Linked DNA regions of Hordeum vulgare: region 1 is linked to region 2. A link is a contact called in public Hi-C data. All regions are on one chromosome and are shown on one strand. Each heading gives the region's core, a stretch centred on a gene start, on an enhancer-like site or on the middle of the called end of the contact. The rest is flanking DNA. Distances are from core to core; before and after follow the strand shown.

Region 1 (2,700 bases), core at 72-2,571, 440 kb after region 2:
GGCATGGTGTCATCATAAGTCAGCACGTCCCTGATGAAGATGGCACCGGCGACGCCGGCCTCGTTCGCGGTGTTCAGCTGCTCAGTGACACTCCCGATGTCACGACACACGACTATGCTCGTCGTTGCGTTTGCCATTGACACCGACGAGTTGCACGCCGAGATGGTGTCGTCGTACACCAGCTTCGTGCCCACCACCCAAGCGTTCGCCGGATACATCGTGAAGCCTGTTATGGTGGTTAGCGTGGTGTTGCCATAGGACACGGTGCCAGAGAACATTGTCCGGTCCACCGTGCCAGCCGCGACGGTGAGCAGCCACGGGATGCCATTGTGCAACGTGCCGGGGCGTGGGCCGGCGTTGCCCGCTGAAGCCGACACGAGGATGCCGTGCTCCATGGCGGCGAACGCAGCTATGGCCACGGGGTCCTCGTAGAGCGGCACGCCGTCGAAGCCCATGGAGATGGAGATGACGTCGACACCGTCCGCAATGGCCGCGTCCATGCCGGCTAGCACGTCAGACGCATACCGGCCCTCGTCCCAGATGACCTTGTACATGGCAACATGAGCACGCGGGGCGACTCCACGGGCTGTGCCGAGCCCGTACCCGAAGAAGGACGCGCAGGGCACGGGGCTGCCCCCGGCCGTCGACGACGTGTGCGTGCCGTGGCCTATGGTGTCGCGCGTGGAGTTCATGCTGATCTTGATGCCGGGGTTCGCGGCGACCAAACCCCGGTTGAAGTAGCGCGCTCCGATGAGCTTCCGGTTGCACAGGGAAGCAGGGAACGCCACGCCCGGCTCGCACATGCCGCGCCACCTGGACGGCACGGGGGCCATGCCGGCGTCATCGAAGCTCGCGCTCTCCGGCCACACTCCGGTGTCGATCATGCCGATAATGACGCCCTCGCCGAGCTTGGCTGCCGGCCACAGCCCACCGAACGGGCTGAGGCGGAGGAACTCCGTGGAGTGGGTGGTGTCGTGAGTGACGTCGGAGCGGCGGTCCGGGTAGGCCGAGACGAAACCCGGCGCGCGGCTCAGCTCGTGGAGCTCGGGGGCCGAGAGGGTGGCCGCGAAGCCGTGGAGCGCCTCGTCGTAGGTGTAGACGAGCCGCGGCTGGTCGCCGCTGGCAGCTCCCGGTGAGTCGGCTGCTGCTGCTAGAGACGCCAGCACGGCGGAGTACCACTCACGGTGGTCGCAGTGCTGCGTCGGCATGGCGGACTTGTCCATGTGGACGATGTACGACGTCCTGTCGGCTACCACCGGAGCTGGCAAGAGAGAGCAGAGGAGAAGCCATGAGCTACTCGCTAGAAGTAGAAGCGATGCCATGTTGAGGATCGAATAGTTCGTAACTTCTTAGCACGGGTGTGTCCATTTTATACGTGGCGGTGCAATGCATTCTTCGGAATCGACGCACGAAGTACATGCTTGTCCTTCTTCCATTGTTTTGTACGAGGGTACATATCGAAGGCATCGTTTTCTCTCGTCCTAAAACCATCGACGGCAACGGTAGTCGGCCGTGTCGCAGGAGGAACCGAGGTCACATAATCCCAAAAAATAAACGGATTTGCTAATTCATATCTATCTAGACGTTTTAAAGCAACTCCAACGCGACGACCTAAACGTAGGACGTTTTTGTTTGTTTGGATCGGTCCGGCGGACACCAACATCCGTTTTCGTGTTTGGGTCGACGCATGCGCCCAACGTTGACCCGATCCATTTTACGACGCGTGAAAAAAAACAAATATTTTCGAAAATAAAAAAAATATTGATTGAACATTACGTACAAAGACGGTGAGAGTCCACGCGTTTTCATTATATTAATTAAACATTAAAAACTAATCTACGAGACAGCGCGCCGTCCTAGATGTCCTCATTGTCGACGTAGGGTTGTGCCGCCGCTGCCTGTGCCTTCATCGTCTGTCCCGCCTGCTCGGACTGTGCTGGTGGCGGCGGCAGCGCAGCACGGACGCGTTCCTCCTCCTCCTTCTCTAGTCGTTCCTCCTCCGCTTCCCGCTCCTGTCGTTCCTCCTCCGCTTCCCGCTCCTGTCGGCGCTTCAGCTCCATCTGCACTGGTCGTCGGCGCGCTCGATTGCTGGAGGTAGGCGACCTCCTGCTGCGATGTCGCATCCAACCAGATGGGGCGGCGCGGTGACCCACTCGTGGAGACAGCCGGTCCATTGGTAGACCTCCGGCTGCGGCTCCGTGGGCTGGGGCTCGGTCTTTGGCGGAGGGGGCACGATGCACTCGACGGCAGCGGACAGCACGATGGCCTCCACGAGCTGCGTCTCGTATGCCGCGTTCTCCTTCTCAGCCTTGCGACGCTCTTCCTCCTGGTCCTCGTCGCGAACGACGGGCGGGGCGGCGAAGGGCACGACTGCACGTCGCGCACGCGCGCGGGCACTGCTCCTCGTGCTCGAGCGCAAATCATACCTCCGAGTCACGTGAGTTGCTGCTGCCGCAAGTGACTCACCTCCTCCGCGTGCCCCCGCGCCGACCACGACACAGCCGACACCGGGATCCTCTTCAGATCCAAATGCCAGTCGTGCGGGAGGGTCACGTCCGGGTTACGACAGCGGGATGCGGTGCTCCCAGTGCCACTCTCCTTGATGCACCGGGACGCTGATCCGCTGGCGAGGCCGGCGGGGAGACGCTAGTGGGGGGAGCGCGCAGGGATGGACGACGGGGGACTTGCCCTTGTTCTGGG
Region 2 (2,700 bases), core at 77-2,576:
ACAATTTTAAATACTGCAGAGGGAAGGCTCTACAACTTCCTAACTATCTTGAGCAGCACCTCTAAATCTAATGGCACATATCCGACCATCTAGGACATAAATTTCCATTTCTATCATTTTGCTTAGCCATTGTCAATTTGGCGCGAGAGATTTACTGGCAATAAGTATGTGCGAAGAAGTAGTGCATGAAAAGTGATGTTGTTAGAAAGGTAGCGTTCTAAAAGTCAGCCGCCTAGTGCAACTAGAGGGCCACCAGGCACTAGGTGACACCCTTCCTGCTAGCCATTTTATCCCTCCTAGGCCCACCTAATTGGTGTTTAGGCACTAGGTGCTGATTTGCCGCCCAACTGACAGACAAAATGGAGATATTTGGTGCCAAACTAGTGAACTCTTCTGAACACACTTTATACCATCACCATTCTTTTTAAGGGTTGGCAATTTTGAATGGAAAACATGGAAGTATTTGCACGCAAGGCCATTGCATGGTTGCCACATTTACATGGAAACTGAAACCATGCAACCTCTAGAAGCCGAACATGCTATAAACAGCGAGGTAGCAAGCAATATGGGCTTTGAGAAATCCTGCACAATTTCAGCCAATCGAAGCTCAAACGGAGACAATTCTCAACAGCAGAAGTAAGCAGCATCACAGTGAACAACGATACTAACACTAACAGTACATAGCTCATAGTGCTCCCTTTTGTCCAGGGCCGACCAAATTGCATCAAGCTTCAAGCATCAACGGGTTTACGGACTGATTAATCTGCCGCGCCCTCTCTATCCCCACCAAATTCGCGCAACGCTGGAAGTCAACTAGGCGGGCGTACCCTTTCTTCTACTAGGCGATTAACCCAAAGCACGTGCACGGGAAAAGCGACGGGACGAAATGTGAGGGTTCGGGGAGGGGGGGAGAAAGAGAGGCGAGACCTGAGGCGGAGGTGAGGGAGGAGTGGAGCAGAGAGACGGCGGTGTTGACGAAGAGCGGGTCGCGGGAGACCGCGGCGCGGACGGCGGTGTTGGCGGCCTGGAAGAAGGCGAAGCCGGCGGCCACGGCGGCCAGCTCGCGGCGGCCCCGCGCGCCGATCTCGAACCCCACCGACACGGCCCACAGCACCAGCGTCGCCGCGAAGAAGGCGCTCGTGTCGCCCGCGCCGGCGCGGCGGGGCGGCGGCATGCGGGCGTCGTGGCGAGCCGAGAGCCGCACCCGTCCACGCGCTAGCCGCCTAGCCCCCTCTCCCCTCTCCGTCGGCCGCTTTGGTTGGACCGCTCGCCTGTTGCTTTCCGGGCCTGGAACCCGACACGCGGGCCCCATCTCCCATCTCTAGTCTCTAGGAGATAGAGAGAGAAGCGATCCTTCGAAATTTGAAACGAAAATAATTCGGTGGGTAGAAAGAAGAAAAGAAATGCCCCGAGCGTAACGTCATCCATCTCGCTCGCTGGGCCGTCCCCGTCGGCTCGATCCCCACAGCCCAACGACCACCAAGCCGGCCGGCCGCCGCGAGCGGGGAGGATTGGTTCGCCATGGCGTCGAAGCAGATGGAGGAGATCCAGCGGAAGCTGGCGGTGCTGGCCTACCCGCGCGCCAGCGCGCCCGCGCAGTCGCTCCTCTTCGCCGGCGTCGAGCGCTACCGCCTCCTCGAGTGGCTCTTCTTCCGGTACGTGCGCCACCGCCCGCCCCCCGCATTTCCGCCCCGACCGAGCCTCCGCCGCGTGTTCCGGCGCGGGTTTCGGGGCTCGTAGGGTTTCCGAATTGAGGGTTTCATCTGCTGACCTGCTGCTGCCGCTGTGGTCCGGAGGCTGCTCGGCGACAGATCGCCCTTCACGCAGCAGAACTGGCAGGGGGACAGCCTCGACCGCGACGAGGAGAACAGCAGGATCCAACGTAAGGTTTCTGCACACCTGTTTCGCGGCGCTGGATTGGGAAATGCTTGCTCGCGCCTGGTGCTGATGGTTGGTTGGGGTTGTGCAGACTTGGCGGAGATCGCGAATTTCCTCGGTATCACGCCTTCAGTCGACACTGAGGCGATTCAGGTAAGAGGAATGCAGCTCTTTGTTCTTTGAGGCTTACATTTGTTGAGTATTAGCTTTTGTTACTCACGGATGACAGATCTCTGGCGTGTAGTGTGGTGAGAATCACAAACTCAGATCCAGCGTGTCTCATCTTTTGTGGGATTGCAGGGCAGGGGCAGCTACGACGAGCGGGTGGAGCTCCTCCGTCTAATTGTTGACTTGGTGGAAGCTAGCTGCTATGCCGACAATCCAGAGTGGAGGTTGGTTTTACACTTTACTGTCTGTGGCATACTTTTGCTATGCTGATTATACGAAAGCATTAGTCACTGATAATCAGTAGCTATTTCAGTTAAACATTTTCCAGCACTGTAAACAGAAAGGAATATTTGATGTAAAATGCTCTTCATTGTACCGAAAGTATTAGATGCTGTTTTAACCTCGGTATTAGGGCATCTGATATATAAATTACCTGACAAATTGCTCCCTGGTAGTGTTGATGAGCAGTTGGCAAAGGATGTACAACTTGTAGATTCCATTGCTGAGAAACAGGCGCAAATTTTTTCAGAGGAGTGCAAGCTTTTTCCTGCAGATGTCCAAATACAATCAATTTACCCCCTGTAAGTGCAACCATTATATTCTTGTCATCAATTGTATTATTTAGAAGTTTCAGAGTTATAGCACCCATATAAT

What was found. A called contact is a pair of places that touch in the nucleus more often than the background predicts.
Region 1: a Hi-C map of leaf shows a contact between it and region 2, with 4 times the contacts expected there. The contact joins the promoter of LOC123440470 here to the promoter of LOC123444786 in region 2.

Annotation. Positions count from the first base shown.
Region 1 is chr3H:536,658,617-536,661,316 of MorexV3_pseudomolecules_assembly, forward strand. It overlaps LOC123440470 (subtilisin-like protease SBT3), which reads right to left and starts at 1,322. Exons shown (of 3, transcript XM_045117036.1): 1 at 388-1,322; 2 at 1-306. The coding sequence starts at 1,322.
Region 2 is chr3H:536,219,945-536,222,644 of MorexV3_pseudomolecules_assembly, forward strand. It overlaps LOC123444786 (TLC domain-containing protein 2), which reads right to left and starts at 1,327. Exons shown (of 3, transcript XM_045121629.1): 1 at 928-1,327. The coding sequence starts at 1,312. LOC123444785 (AUGMIN subunit 7) reads left to right here and starts at 1,413. Exons shown (of 9, transcript XM_045121628.1): 1 at 1,413-1,655; 2 at 1,797-1,882; 3 at 1,970-2,031; 4 at 2,179-2,270; 5 at 2,502-2,627. The coding sequence starts at 1,522.